Linked DNA regions of Oryctolagus cuniculus: all the other regions are linked to region 1. Evidence: chromatin contacts called from public Hi-C and Micro-C data. All regions are on one chromosome and are shown on one strand. The core of a region is the stretch at or near the end of the contact, and the rest is flanking DNA. Distances in the headings are between cores, read along the strand shown. Region 1 holds the start of HLX (H2.0 like homeobox). Region 2 has its middle 330 kb from the start of DUSP10. Region 3 has its middle 280 kb from the start of DUSP10. Region 4 holds the start of LOC103350965.

Region 1 (3,756 bases), core at 403-2,902:
TGAGGAGCCCTGCATAGGATTCCCATGCGTGTTCTTCATGCCCACGTCCACGCGAACAGCAGCAGGGGTCCCGCATACAGAGGCCCCCAGAATGTCACTTTTGGGGGCCCACCAGGACCTGCATAGACTGGAAGCCCCCAAGGAGCCCCTGCGCTGCTGTCTCCCCTTGGGAATTCCGAGCTGTGGTTCTGTTTACCTTCCATCCTTTGGGTGGGATTTTACTAGAAATCATATAAAAAGAAGGGAAATTGTTACCCCAAAGGGCTCTCCTGTGTGCAAACACTGGATTCGCGATCGTAGAGTGCAATCATTTTAGCAAACATTTACACCAACCATTTGCATGAGTGTTGACTCTGGGATGCGTATTTTTAAAGCCTCCCCGGAGGAGTTGTTATCTGTTCTACGTAGAGCAGGTGAGTTCTAGACCCAACGTTTCGCAGTTTTCTTACGATTCGTTTCACCGATTTGGTTCTTAATTGTGAAAACACTCCAGGGCAGCCCACTCCGGCCCGGGGTCAGGGAGAGGGCCGTGGTCACAAGGGCCTGTAGCCTCCCGCCCAACACCTACCTCTCAGCGTGTTGCCTTCCTTGACTTTTGGGTCAAACTCTGCAGACAAAATGCGGTCAATTCCAAATTTGAGGTCTTTGCTGGAGGGAGCCGGGGCCGAGCCGCTGTGGTGGGGGTTCGGGGCCCCTCGCGTGCTCGAGGCCGGGGGCTGCAGGGCGCCAGCGCGGGGTAGCGGTGGTGGCGGCGGCGGCTGGGGCTGCTGCTGTGGCGGCTGCTGCTGCGGAGGCTGCGGGTGGTGGTGGTGGTAGGCGGCGGACAGCGGGGACAGCCGCTGCGGGAAGCCGGCCGGGACCTCGGAGGGCGCCACCACCGGCGTGGGTCGAAGCGGAGATCGGGTGGCAGCTTGGAAAGAGGCGTGCGGGTGGACAGAACCCAAGTGCGCCGTGAGGGCGGCGGCTGAGGCGCCCACCAGGCCCTCGGGAGCCGCCCCCGGTTCCCCCACGCCGGCGTGCAGGATGTCTGCGATGCAGAAGGAGGGCTTCTTCCCTGCGCCGGGGTCCAGCGGGAAGGAGCAGCCTCCCGGGCCGGCTGAGGAGCAGTAAGCGGCTGACCAGAGGCTGAAGTTGGAGGCGTAGAAGGGGGCCAGCCCGGCCGCGAACATCCTGGCGGGGGCAGCCGCTCGGCGGCCGCGGTCTAGCCGGGGCCGGGCCGCGGGGTGGGCGTGCGGGAAGGGGCGCGCCGAGTCCAGCGGGAGGCAGTGGCCCGGCCAGAGGCGACCCGCTTTCGCTTCTCCGCCCGCACTGAAGAAGAGCGAGCGGCCGGGGAACCCTAGCGAGACCGAGGGAGGAGGCGCGGGCCGGTCCCCGCCTCGGCCCCTGGCCTCACTTGAAAGGGCGGCGCGGCGCCTGCTTTCCCCGCGGCCGCCGGCGAGCGAGGGGCGCGGGAGCGGCCGGGCGGGTGGGGGCCGCGGCTCCGCACACGCCGGGAGACAGGGGCCGGGCACCGAAAGAAAAACGCAAACGGCTAAGCCCTGAGAGCTAAATTTAAAACAACAACAATAATAATCCGTTAGCTTTAAAAAAAAAAAAAAGTAATAAGAGGGGGAGGGAAAAAAAAAAAAAAAACTCCTCTCTAAAAACTCCCAAAGTTTTGGCAGGAGCTTTCGAGTCAGACTCGGGGTAGGACCTCGATCCGGGCTCTCATTGGCCGTCCTCGGGACCAATGGGGGCCCGGAGTGGAGGGGAATTGGGAAAGAGGGGGCGTGGCTCGCTTTCTGGGCCACGCCCCAGCCACGCCAAAGCGTTCTCGGCGGCCCTGGGGGCTGAGCTGGGCTGTGCGCTTTCTCCCCGTGGCTCAGGGGCGGGCGGCTGCTCAGGGGGGCCGCTGATTCCTCCAGCGGCCGCGGTGCGGGACTGCCGCCGATGAGGGGAGCCGGCGGCCGCAGGAGGTTCCCGGGGAGCTCGATAGCCCGGGGGTGGTGAGCGGGTGGAGAGAGGAGCCCCTCGGGTCTCTCCCCTTTTCCTCGCCCCCGCCCGGTTTCCCTGCGCTCTGCTTTCCTCCAAGATTTCAGCGTCTTCGGCCAATCCCCCCATCTTTCCCGGATCCCTGCCCGGGAACTGTGGGCCTGATTTCCGCCGGCCCCACTCAGCCCGGCGCCCGCCGCTCTGCTTCCCAGGGAGATCCTCCGGGAAGCGAGGAGGAGGGGCGGCCGCAAATTAGTTTTCTTGTGAGCTGTCGCGCCACAGCTTGAACGAGTGGCTTCTAAAACAACTTCAGACTGATGGGCCCTAGCGTCCGTGTCCCTTGGACCCTGTTCTCCAACCCCCATCCCCGAGCCTCGGGGCACAAAAAGGGGCGCTTCCCGAAACCCGAGAGGGCGGCGCGCTCGTCCCCTGGGCGCTGCACCTTGTAGGAAATGCCGCCCGCTCTCTTCCGCCTCATCCCCGGATCACGTGGGGTCGGTTGTTGTGCTCTGGCCCACCAGGGCAGATTTCCCTGGAGGTAAATGCCACTTTGAATTCGGCGGCCGTGCCCCCTCCTGGGAGCCCCTCGGGCCTGGGCGCGGGAGAGGAGCTGCTGCAAGGCCGCCGTCTCGCAGGCGCACCTTGGGTCTGCCTGGTGGGTGTACTGGGGGATTTTCTGCAGCATCCACATCTCTATTTTAAGAATTCGTTCTCTTTTAAATTATAGGCAGGACGGGTTTCCCCAGCCCTCTCCCAAACCAACCACAGGCCACCCAGATGAGCTGTTCTTGCACATTTTCAGGAAGAAAATAAAATAACAATAATGAAACCACGTAATGTTTTGTTTTAGCTTGTCCTAATAAGCATCCCTTAACAGAACTTCTGTGGCATTTTTAATTTATCCTCGCCGCCAAGGCATCTGACCTAATATTGCCAGGAAGGGAGCCTGAACCCGCCGCGCCTGTGTCGAGTTCAGAATTGGGATGAGTTTATGGAGTGGCTTTTCTGGTGAATCGCAGGCTCGCTTGTCGCAGATTTAGTCATCTGCAGGAAAAGCATCCATAATTCATCGATCACTTCCGATGAGCCCGCGCTGGGATTACCCCCCTACCCCGGGCTGGTCTCGCTCCCTCTCCCTTCCCTTCTTCCCACACTGCAGTTTTCCTGCCCAGCTCCTCGCGGCCGGGACGCAGGTGCAGTCCGCGTCGAGGTGGAGGGGTGTGGTCGGGAAGAATAGGGGCACCTGGGGCTCCAGAGGCAGGAAAATCGGCGCTGTGTGTGGTTGGAAGGCAAAGGAGTAACCAGGACAAGGCCACTCGTGGCGCGGGCTGGACGCGTGCGGCGGGAGAGCGGCCCACAGTAACTTCACCGCGCGCGTGTGCGGGGCGGCGGTGAGCCCTGTCTTGGTTCTGCTAGCTCCAGCATCGGCTGCGGTTCCTGCTTGACCGCGGCCTGCGCCCTCACCCCCAGCTCTGAGGTGTCTTTACGCGCCCACGCCCCGGGCTCGAGAAACACGATATTGTCCCCCCCCCCCCCCCCGCCTCCACACACACACACACACACACACACTTTCGCCAGTTCCAAAGTGCCGCACGGTCCTGGGAGCCCGTCGGGGCCAGATGCCCGGGAACGCAGGTCCTCCGGGTTCCGTGCGGCGATCCCAGCCTCGGTGCTAGGGATGGCGGGTTTCCCCGCGGCCCGCTCTGCCAGGCCTTGCGCCTCTCCCCGCGCACCGCCCGCGGCCGGATTGCGAGTTGCAGTTTCGCCCACGCGCCCTCTGGACTC
Region 2 (3,753 bases), core at 198-2,697, 520 kb before region 1:
AAGATGCATATTCTAAATCATAAGAAATTACTTAAAGCAACAGTAAGAGTTATGGAACTGAGTAAAAAAAAAAAAACAGATAAAATGGAATTCATGGGAAATGTCCAATTCATAAAAATAAGAGAAAAAAGGAAAACAAAGAATGAATATAAAATAAATAGCAAGATGGTAGCTATAAACCTAACTACATAATTAATCACATTAAGTATAAATGGTCTAAATTTTTCAGTTAACAGCCAGAGATTGCGAAATTATATTAAAAAAATAGTACTTGAGAACATGCTTTTGTCTGTCTCTGTCATACACACACACCATCTGGGACACTTTCCTCAGAAACCTTGGCTTTTGCCTTGACCTTTCAATTTGCAGAGATTCAAAAACTGACTTTTACAAAGGCAGTTCTATTGCTAAGTAGAATTCTACCAGCCATGACAATAATCAGTTTTCCCATCCTTAAAGAGAAGAAATTGGCACAAATGAGGAAGATAAAGAAGGAAATCTTTATTCTGGAGATTTTAGCTGGGGGTCCACCATGGCACTTAAAGTATGACAGGAGGAACATCTATGCCAGATTCAGAGCATGTTTCAGTTATCAGTACAGAAATGGACTGCTCCAAACACACTCCGTGAAAACAAGACATTTATTTGCTTAATTTTCTGTGGATCAACAATTCAGGCAAAGCATAGTGAGAGTAACTCATCTCAGGAGAGCTGGCTGGGACAGTTTTGCAGCAATTATGTGGCTGAGACCTAAGCTCTCACAGTCCTCTGGCTTTCTTGGCTTCTCTTCAGGTGGTCCCCCCTTGAGCTTGCTTGGGATTCTTTACAACGTGGTGGTTTCCAAGGAACTAAATTCATATGCCAGGTGGATTTTTCAGAGATAGGATGTGACACATGCCAGATCACTTTTTGGTCAGACCATCCATTCTGATCCATAGAAAGTCATAATAGGAGGGCAAAGAGACTCCACCTCTTGCAAAATGGAGAAAGACTTTGGTTAGACACCTTCAATTACAAAGGAAGAATTCCCTGTTGGGAATCAGGGGGATACTTTCTTTCCAACTTGCATTCAGGCTCTCAAACTTAAATATTTAAACTTTGCATTCTTTAGTAGGTTCAATGAACATTTTGCTTTCCCTGATCCTGGACTACTGGTAAATATCAACTCACAAGTATTGCAATATGTTATTCTTATTCTCTGCAGCATAGGGTTGTCTTTGGTGATCGGTATCCCAGTATAGCACACTGGATACTGAAAATCTGTTGTGCGCTTGTTTACTTTTTGGCCACTGTTCTATTGGAAAGTCTCCTCAAGATAGTGGACAGCACCAAGGATTCCACCATTAAAAAATCTACGTAGAGTTCTCATTGTTCTCTTTAAATGTCCAAGCTGTTTCTACAGGTCTGATAGCTGCCAACCAGGATGAGGAATAGGAGCTCCATAGGCGGGTGTTTTCCCCTGCTTATTGTACTTTACAGGACATAACAAAGGCTCTAGCCAGCTGGTGTGTGGTGTAGGGCAAGATGCTCAGAAATCCTTCTTTTGGCCTATTATGAGATTCTGAGAAAGGAAGCTCAGGCAAGATCAATACATCCTCTGTGTGGACGTCAAATGCCTGGTGACGTTGGTTCTTCAGGGCTGTTTTTAGTGAGGATATTCCAGTCTTATGAACTTGACATGAAGTTGGCTGGGTGCCCTGACAGAATGCAATGTAGGCATAATTTGATCTTCCTGTAATTGTCTATCTAACTTGGCAATCCAGACTGATTTTTTCCTGTGAAGTGAGCCCAGAACGTCACTAGGACAGTGGTTAGGTTAATTAATGAGGCATAATAATGTGCATAATAAAGGCTTATGATCTGAGTTCCCTTCCCGATTTTTCCTCTCTCCTTCCCACAGAGAGCTGCTGGTCTCACTGGAATCTGCAAGTCACATTTTGTTAAAGGAGGCTCTTTTTGTAAACAACAGCAAGGGGAAAATAACTTGAGAACCATCTGTTTGATTGAGTCCTTGACATTTTTTTTCCCATTTCCCCCCATTGCATGTTAAAGGAAGTAAATAGGGAAAAAAATTCTAATTATATTGCTGTTTACTGATTACAGGATAACTTTTATTGTATTTATTTTAAATACCCTTCTGATCCACACCCAAAGCCTTAATCATCTTTTTTGCTTTCTACTTCTTCCGTCTCCCTTGTCTTTTTCTTCTTTGTATTTACATTTAAATCTGATCTATTCTCAAGATTATCCAAATCCATGCAGCCCAATGCATAAAGGATACCTATGAAGATAGCCACTTGATTTGATATCAATAGTTAATTTAGGGAAAACATGTTTTCACAGGTGCCAATGACAAGACCGATGGACACAGGACATAAGCTATATTGTCAAGCCTTAGCAATTTCACCTGGTATGGCTGAGTTTGGATAAATCATTAAATATTTTTTCCTAATCCAAAAAATATGAATTCGATAAGCTCAGTTCTACAAGTTGTTAGTATCAACCACACATGCAGTAAGCTTCTGAGCAAGACCTGGACATGGTAAGAAAAATATCAGCTTTGCCCATCACAGGTAGAGAAAGCGCTCTGTATGTTAGAGAACATAGTCTGAGTCTGAAGTTTTATTGACCTTATTACTACAGTCAGCCTCTTCATGACCTCAGGGGACATTTGGTTACCCTTTCAGTTGGGGTTGAAAGAACAAATAATATTATAGCAGGCAAAGCTTGCTTTGGCATTTCTATGCTTACATATTGATCAGAGATAAGAAACATTATCTCCATATTAGGATCGCTAATTTATGCTATTTTGCCAAATGAGTACTATTTAGCACTAACTTACTGCAGCTGAAAATTTTGTTTCCACAACTCTAAAATTTTTTAAAACAGTGTCATTCTTAATCAAAGTCAAATTTTGTCTCAAATAACTTTTGTTTGGGAAAAAAAAAGTATGAAACACTGTGATGCCTGGCACATAATGCTACATGCTTGTGTTTGACTCATTACTGCCAGGAGTTGGGAAGTCAAACTCTTACTAAGAACAAAAGGTTTGGATTGAAAGGGTGCATTCCACATGAGTCACAGATGATGAAGTCACAATGCAACTCCTAGTCTGACTAACTTCTTAGAACCTAGGCATATCAGGAAACAACAACATTCATCAAAGGAAAGAATTATGTCCTGCTCCTGAACGTCATCAATGAAGTCACTTCCACACGCGTGGATCGTAACACTATTATCTTAGTTATCCTCTCATTATTTGATTTCAAACTGTGGGGGAGTAAAGTCAAATGTTTATATTGCTTCCCAACAACCTCTTAGAAATACCTTTTGACACATAATACCTTTAAATCAAAGTTAACTGAAAAGAATTTTAAGAATTAGTCATAGATATTATTGACAGAGAAGAAAAAGTACAATCAATAAAATATTACTGGAATATTACAAAGTTAGAGATTAGGACCACAGTTCTAACCCAAGGGAAATGGGTACAAATATCCTAACAAACACAGGGCCTATCTTCTAAGAATTTACAATGCTAGACACCAGCAATCTGCATAAACATATGAACAGTCCCAAGATTAAGACAAGAAACATGGCTGAAATCATTAGGACAAAAGTCAGTAATGATGTGTATAAGACAAAGAAAATAAAGGAATAAGTAAGGAAGGGAAGGAAGGAAGGAAGTCATAAGAGTAAATAGAGTTGGAATTGTGAATGTTTAAGGGAATTTCATAAGGAATTAGGGATACA
Region 3 (3,636 bases), core at 1,056-3,555, 560 kb before region 1:
AGTGGAATAGCAGTGATCTGAACGCTGCATCTTGGCATCCCCAATGAAGCTCTTCCTTCCCATCTCTGTTTGGTCTGAGTCTTTTCTCTCCCTGCTCCTAACCTGCCCTTCATTTTTCTGCAAACAGTTCCATGGTCATGTCACTCTTGTTTTCACTATCAATGGTGCCTCAAAGTTCACAGACTGAATAAGCTGGGCATTCAAGATGCATTAATTGAGGCTGCAAACTGCCCCGACAACCTTATTTGCATGTACTCCTTTGTAAATACTTTGCTGCATGCAATCCAAAATAATAACCATCAGTTACCAGTGTCTTATCGTGTCTGGAGGATTACACACAGGATCTTGAACACTTGCAACAACAACCCTGCAAAGCATAGTTGTTATTTTTATTTTGTAGATGAGGAAGCTGAGATTCAGAGTATATAAGGGAATGAAGCAGGATTTGAAGCCTGATATTTTCTTCTTATACCCTTTTGCCAATTTTTGAACGGTAGTAAAATATTCATGGCATAGTATTTATCAAATGGACATTTTTATGTGTACAATTTGGTGGCATTAATTACATTAATAATGTTATGAGCCCATAACACCATCCACTTATCATCTTGTAAAACTAAAAGTCTAAATCCATTACATAATAACTTCCCTTTCTTTCTTCTTCCCAGAAACACCATTCCAGTTTCTGTGTCTATGATTTTAACTCTAACTATGTCATATAAGAAAAATTACACAGCATTTGTCTGTTCATGATGGCTCATTTCACTTAGCATAACATCCTCAAGGCTCACCCATGTTGCAGTCCACTGCAGAATTCCGTTCCTTTTAAGGCTGGAAGACATTCCATGTATGTATATAACACATTTTGCTTATTCAATCATCCTTCCATGGACACTTGGGCTGTTTCATAGCTTAGCTATTATGAACAGTCATACTAAGACCAGGGCTGCACACTTCTCTCTTCCAGATCATATTTTCAATCTCTTTGGGGACGTACCCAGGGATTCCACTTTCACTGCCCTTTCCCATGTGACTCAAGGTCCTCAAATGGACCTTTACGTCCTTGTCTTTGAGCTTCTTTCCTTTTCAGGCCCAGTCTGCCTATCTTGTCCTGTTTTGGTTCTCTGCTTGTTGAACCCTGTTCACTTAGCAAGGCTCTACTATATATACCTCACTCAATGCCTCGCGTGTAGTAGGTACTCCAGAACCAGCAAATGATTGGATACATGTTCATTGTATCTCTGCTAAAACATCTCGAGGTGGCAGGAGGCAGAAATAAAGTTTTATTGCCCATATGGTCTATACACAGTAGACAATTTAGAAAACTCTCATTAAATAAATGAAGTCCCCATATCTCCCGGGACAAAGAGTCCACAGGGCTATGTACCTCTGAGAGTGTCCAAGACCCCATGTCAGAAATAGATGTTTAGGCAGCAAGAACACATGGTCGCAGGAGACTGAAAGCACACTGGAAAATTTTGCTACTTGGGCCCATTCCAATTTGGCAAAAACAGGCTTACTGCTTTCTCTCTGGAGTGCTTTCTCCCAACATCACTTATTAATGCTAATTAGTCAAGGGTGTGCCGTGATGCAGAACACTTGTGACCTGAACAGATTAGAGAGAGAGAGACTGTCATTTCTCAAAAGACCCCAGCAGAGCAACAAGAGCAGAGCCAGGGAAAGGAGAGGAGGGGAAGAGGGACTTCCCTCCAAAGAATCAGACTGCAGTGAGTGCAAGTACAAATAAATCCACATATAAAACAACTGTGCAAAGGCTAGGGGTATTTTCACAGCTGGGTCTCTTTGCCTAAAATACTTAGCACTTACTTTAGAAAACTCCCTTCTAAACAGAAATGGTCTGACTGATCACAGAAGCTGAACCCTGGTGGAACTCTGACTTTGAACTTCACTTGTGCCCAGATGGAAATAAAAATAATGACTTTTTAAAAGCAAAGACCTTAATCATTATGAATTCACACCAAGCTGTGGTGGGTGATCTTTGTCCGGTAGAAAGGAAATTGAGGCAGGGCTCACTTTCGGGGACTGGATTCATAATGGTCAGTGTATTTATATCCAGATGAGGACCCGGGATTTAGAACACTTTCCCCTGGAAAACACCAACTCTGTCTGTTTCCATGGCACCGCAAACACCCACTTGAACAACTGCCCAGTGGTTTGTCATATCAGGATGAGTGGTCTACTCAGAGGATCTGCATGCACATTCCTGGCATTTATTTCCTGAAGGTACTGGGAGGGCATACCATGGTTTTTGGTTTCAAAGACAACACCACAGGACGTGACTAATCACAGTGACTCACATGAGGGACTTTCCCTTGGGGAGTGCCACCAACCAGCATGAGGAGGGGCTATGCACATGTCAATGAAAGTGCGTGATTCCTCTCCAAATGGCTATGACCATGTTGTACTAATGAATATGCCAGCTAAATAAAAGCTACATGGGAAAGCCCTGCAATGATTAAAATATTGCTTCTGATGTCATCTTTTATTCATCTATTCAATAAATAAGTGATGGGCTCCTACGCATTACAGTACTCTTCACTGTAATATATAAAGGAAATGAGCATGGGCCACATTTCAATAAACCTACAATCCAGAACACACCATTTCCTTTAATGAAATTTTTTAATTAATACTTTACAGTTGAAGTAAAAGTATTCAAAATTACTCCCCCACTCCCCCCTAAAAATTCTTGTCAGAAAACAGTAAACCCCCACGATTTCTTGGTTAAGTGAATATTCTTCTGCCGATAGCCCCCACTGGCCAATGATTTGTTATCCCTTGAATTTCTGTGGCGTGAATCTTCTCTCCACCTCTCTCTCTCTCTCTCTCTCTCTCCCTCTCTCTCTCTCTCTCTCTCTCTCTCTCTCCTTCCCAGGTAGAAAGCCCTGAGGGTCAGAGTGTCAGGGTTTCCTCCTCTGTTGTACACACAATACCTCATACATGCCTCACATCGCCTAGTCTTAGAGCAATGTTAGTTAAAGAAAGAGGACATCAAACAAAAAAGAGGCTGACAACAAAAGTGTGAACATAAAAGCCTAACATGAATGTATTGACTTTGGAAAAACAAATTATTTTGGGGGCTGGCGCTGTGGCATAGTAGGTTAAATGTCTGTCTGTGGTGCTGGCATCCCGTATGGGCGCCTGTTTCATTCCAGCGGGCTCCACTCTGATTCAGCTCTCTGCTGAGGGCCTGGGAAAGCAGTTGAGGTCGGCCCAAGTGCTTGGGGCCCTGTACCTGTGCAGGAGACCCAGAAGAGGCTCCTGGTTCCTGGTGTCAGATCAGCCCAGCCCTGGCTGTTATGTCCATTTGGAGAGTGAACCAGAGGATGGAAGATGTCTTTGTCTCTCTTTCTCTCTTTGTAACTCTGCCTCTCAAGTAAATAAATAAATCTTAGTAAAAAAATTATTTTCAAAATTATCAGAGTAAAACTGATTTTTTTCTTTGAAGTGTAGTTCTGTGGATTTCAACATGTATAGATTTGTGTAATCACCAGCATAGTCAGAAAGCAGAGTAGGTCTAACAGTCTCTATACCACCCTTCCACAGCTACACACTCTCTCCACCCATGATCCTTGGCAATTGCTGTTCACCATCAATATGCTTTTGTCTGTTGAG
Region 4 (3,796 bases), core at 927-3,426, 850 kb before region 1:
CATTACAAATTTCAATCTCAGGGCAGTGTTTCATATGGTGTTCTTACGTTATGACTGAAAAACAGGAACAAAATCACCCCTACGTAGTAGTAACTGAGCAAACCTCTGTATTTTTTTTTTTCTATTTGTTCTACCACTCTATAATCTGAATATAAATTATACTCTTAGAGATGCTTAATTTTAGAAAAATACTTTATTTCTGTAAATGATTTGGTGATTACTCCATGTTTTAGATTTGATAAGGAATTTTGCCATCTTTCCCAATTTTTCAGCCTGAATGGTTTAGATTCTCAGTCAACTAGATTATAATAATTCACTGGTTTGAAACTATAATAATCATCTCATTAAATGAATTACATTTCTTTTTGAAGTTACTTTCTTCTTTTGGGCCTGTGAGAAAAGCTGTTAAGAACTTTTTTGGCAATTGTATAAATCCCCACTTTGGGCTTAGATACTGAGGCATTAGCAGTGAATTCATAATTTATAGATCATAAGCACCTTGAAGTAGAGGCACCCCATTTCCTGAAGCAAGTACAATGAGTTTCTACTGAGTGCCCTTTATCAGCAGTCTTGTCTTCCCCTGAGCACTTGCGTGGGCACTTTTCCTTTTTCTTTCTGAGCTAGGGTATTACTGCTCCTGCTAAATAAACCAACCCTGGCTCTGGGTGAACACTGGGGGTCAGAATCCGGACTTAGACCTCTCAGACTTTGAGTTAACAAACACTGTTTCCCAATAGTTGCCTGCTTGCAGCATTTCAGCCCCAAATAGATTCAGGGTAGACCCTCAAGGAAGTCCTCAGATGACTGGGATTACCTACAAACCCACATTCCTGGCCTTGACCTGCTGATCCTCAAAGCTGTGAGAACCTCATGTGTTATCAAGGGCCTGAATGCATGCAGTGGGCCTACCCAGTTTTTTCCTATTTAAAACACTCAGAGGCACTTGATGCTTGTTCAAACTTTAGTGTGAGAAGTTGGACTGTGTATGGGCCTGCACTTATGCAGAGGTGTCCAGGGGGATTTCTTCCAACAGCTCAGTGGGCACAGTTGGCCAGCTAGTCATGGCTTGACCCCTCCTGGTTTCAGACCCACATTGCAAGCAATTATATAAATATGCCCTACCACTTAGTCTATTTGTTAGGCCTGGAGACTGAAGCCTTTCTCTAAATACCTCCAATCAGTTAATGAAGAGACAGAGAGGGGGAGAAAAAAAAAATCACAGCCATCTATTTCCATAGTGTTCATCCTGTTTTACTGCATCGTCATTATTTCGCTTTGTGCCCCCTCCTCCCTGAGACAGGGGTGCAGGGGAGGGAGAAAAAGCTCTCTTTCTTCAGGATTCTTTGTTGTAATATCTCCACAGTTCATCTGGGTTTTTCCAATCCGTTTTGTTTTCCAGGGCAACTTTCCTGAAATTCTCCTGGCATTTTCCTGAGGCGGCGACCAGCAGCTTGCCCCGGCCCCGACTCGTGTCCCCTGCGCACCGGCAGGGGACCCTTCTGCCGGCCCAAGTCGGGGGCACGGCGAGCGGCGGCGCGGGCTCCTCGGCGCTCCTCCGGCTCCGTGCAGCCAGGCTGTGGACGCTGGGCTCCGGCTCTTTGCCGCCCGCGGCCGCTGTTCCAGAAGCGCCGGGCTGGCGGTCCTCCGCTCGCCGGGGACCGTGCTGGGTGGAGGGGCGGCGGCCGAGGCCAGCACGGCAGGCGGGCTGCGGAGACCCGACGCGCCGCGGGGGAGACGGGGTGGGCGCCCACTGGGGCGAGGTTCTGGGGCCCTGGGCGGTGCGCTGCGGGGCGCGGGGCGCCGGGCCCAGGGGAACCGCAGCGGTGCAGCGGCTCAGCGCCCGACCGCGGTCGTAGCGGACGTGGCCCCAGGCCTCTGCCTCCTCCGAGCAGCCCTCCGCCGCGCCACCTGTGAGCTCAGGGTCGAGCCCGGGGGCCCAGGCAGGCGACGGCGGGGGCGTGACCGGGTCGCGGATACCGGAGAACAAGAAGGAGGCGCGCTGCCGCTGCGCGGGGTACCAGTGGGGCCGCCGGTGGGGCAGCGACATCTGCGGGCCGCCCGGAGGAGGAGGGGCCGAGTGGCCGCCGGCCCGCGGCGGCTCCGGAGTCGGGGCCCTCGGTGCGTGGCCCAGGGCGGGCGGGGAGGGGGCGCCGCTCGCGGGCGGGCTCCGAGGCATCCCAGGGGGGGAGTCTTGGCAAAAGTGGGCGAATCCCGGGGAGGGTCTGTCAGGTCACAGCTCTCCCAGGTGGAGCCGGAGGTTGTCCGTGGTCCCCGGCCTTCAGAAAGTTACTCCGGCACTTTGGGCCGTCAGTCCAAAGGAGGGAGGAGAGATGAGGAGGCCGCGCGGCGGGTCTCAGGGCGAGGGGCGTGTGGACGGAGGATCCGGTCGAGGAGGGAAGAGCCTGGTTTAGCCCGAGCCGCCCATTGACAATTCAGCCCCGGAAAGGGTTAAGGCGGCGGGCCGCGCCGGCTTACATGTAAATAGAGAGCAGCTGCTCCGCGCGGGCCCCGGCTGGCTCTTTTAAGTTTTTGATTGGTTGCCAATGACATCACCGCCCGTGTTCTAACACAGAGGACCTGGAGCCGCGTCGGATAAACCCGCCCTGACGAGGCGAGGCCACGCCCACAGCTCCGCCCCCCTCGGCCGCCCATTGGCCGCGGGCCTCTATGAGGTAGCGGTCGGTTTTCTCCGGATTCCTACTGGCCCAATGCGCCGTCGGTCGCAGGCCAGCCCGCCCCCTCAGAATCTTACATTTACAGTGTAGCAAAAGAGAAAGTAACTATGTTGCTGCTGGAGATCAATGAAGCCAAGTGAATGGGGGCTGAAGGTGCGAGTCCTTAGCTGAAACCGAGCGCCGGGGGGTGGAAGGCTACACTTATTGATGAAGTAAGTGGAAGTCGCCGGGGCCACTCTGGAGAGCCCGGGAGTGGAGGTGCGTGTCTGTGCGTGTGTGTGTGAGTGTGTGTGTGTGCGTGAGAGAGGGGAGAGGGAGGCGCGATGCTGACCGAGGAGCCCCAGCAGGTACGCTTCCGAGCTTGGGGCTCCTGGCCCCGCTGCCCGGTGCGATTACTCGCCCTGCAGCCTACTCGAGTCGGGGGGCGAAGCAAAAGCGAGGTTTGTTGGGATGCTTTGCGGCAGTTCTACTAAATGCCCGGGGCTTCTCCACGCGCCGTGCGGCGGCGAGGAGGGGGCCACGTTCCGTGCCCTCGGAGCGGGCAAGGAGCACGGGCTAATCACTTAGTTTTTCTTTCCAGCCCCTGCCTAGCGGCGGAAGGGCGGCTGGCCAGGGCAGGGGGGCTCAGTTCGAGGTTTCTCCGGGAGGTTTCCTGGGCCAGACTGGATGGTTTCACGCGCAGCACAGACGCCCGACCGTCTGCTGCAGGGCTGCAGATCTGTCCGCACGCCCGGTGCGTGTGTGCGGGCCGCGCACCCCGTGTGGAGGCGGGGGTCCCGGCGCGCGAGCCTGCGGAAGCGCTGGCGCGCCCCTCTCGGAGGAAGCAGACTGTGGATCCTGGACGTGCCCCACCAGGTAACACAATAGCAAAGACTTCGGCTGCTTGGTCCCGCTGGGACACAGTTACAGCTTTTAGAATATGGAATAGTACTCGCTCCTCCAAAAAAAAAAAAAAAAAAATACTACGCATACGCAAGGGAGCAGTGTGTGTGAGAGAGCGACACCCGAGTCAGTGGGGACCTGCGGACCTGGTGGTGGGTGCATGCCCCTATGTGCGCGCGTGTGTGTGCGGATTCCGCCTGTGAACACTTTGGCTCTGTGTCAGAGAATGGTGACGATCG

Evidence for each region. Hi-C and Micro-C count contacts between places; a contact is called where the count stands out from the background.
Region 2: a contact with region 1 is called in a Hi-C map of psoas muscle, with 2.4 times the contacts expected there. The contact joins the enhancer-like site here to the promoter of HLX in region 1. A contact is called at or near these places in 2 of 6 Hi-C or Micro-C datasets (psoas muscle and an unstated tissue).
Region 3: a contact with region 1 is called in a Hi-C map of liver, with 5 times the contacts expected there. The contact joins the enhancer-like site here to the promoter of HLX in region 1. A contact is called at or near these places in 6 of 6 Hi-C or Micro-C datasets (ear pinna, embryonic fibroblasts, liver and 3 more).
Region 4: a contact with region 1 is called in a Micro-C map of ear pinna, with 5 times the contacts expected there. The contact joins the promoter of LOC103350965 here to the promoter of HLX in region 1. A contact is called at or near these places in 2 of 6 Hi-C or Micro-C datasets (ear pinna and psoas muscle).

The regions. Positions count from the first base shown.
Region 1 is chr13:35,231,414-35,235,169 of mOryCun1.1, reverse strand. HLX (H2.0 like homeobox) reads right to left here and starts at 1,652. Exons shown (of 4, transcript XM_002717391.5): 1 at 569-1,652. The coding sequence starts at 1,169.
Region 2 is chr13:35,748,160-35,751,912 of mOryCun1.1, reverse strand. No RefSeq gene overlaps it. Among named protein-coding and RNA genes, the nearest start is that of DUSP10, 330 kb to the left of the region's middle. Within about 2 kb of position 1,447, at least 1 of the 8 cell types and tissues checked has an H3K27ac peak or open chromatin away from gene starts, as enhancers often do.
Region 3 is chr13:35,795,785-35,799,420 of mOryCun1.1, reverse strand. No RefSeq gene overlaps it. Among named protein-coding and RNA genes, the nearest start is that of DUSP10, 280 kb to the left of the region's middle. Within about 2 kb of position 2,305, at least 1 of the 8 cell types and tissues checked has an H3K27ac peak or open chromatin away from gene starts, as enhancers often do.
Region 4 is chr13:36,079,954-36,083,749 of mOryCun1.1, reverse strand. It overlaps LOC103350965, which reads right to left and starts at 2,176. Exons shown (of 1, transcript XM_008268402.4): 1 at 1,228-2,176. The coding sequence starts at 2,176. The coding sequence ends at 1,334. DUSP10 (dual specificity phosphatase 10) reads left to right here and starts at 2,304. Exons shown (of 4, transcript XM_051821348.2): 1 at 2,304-2,828.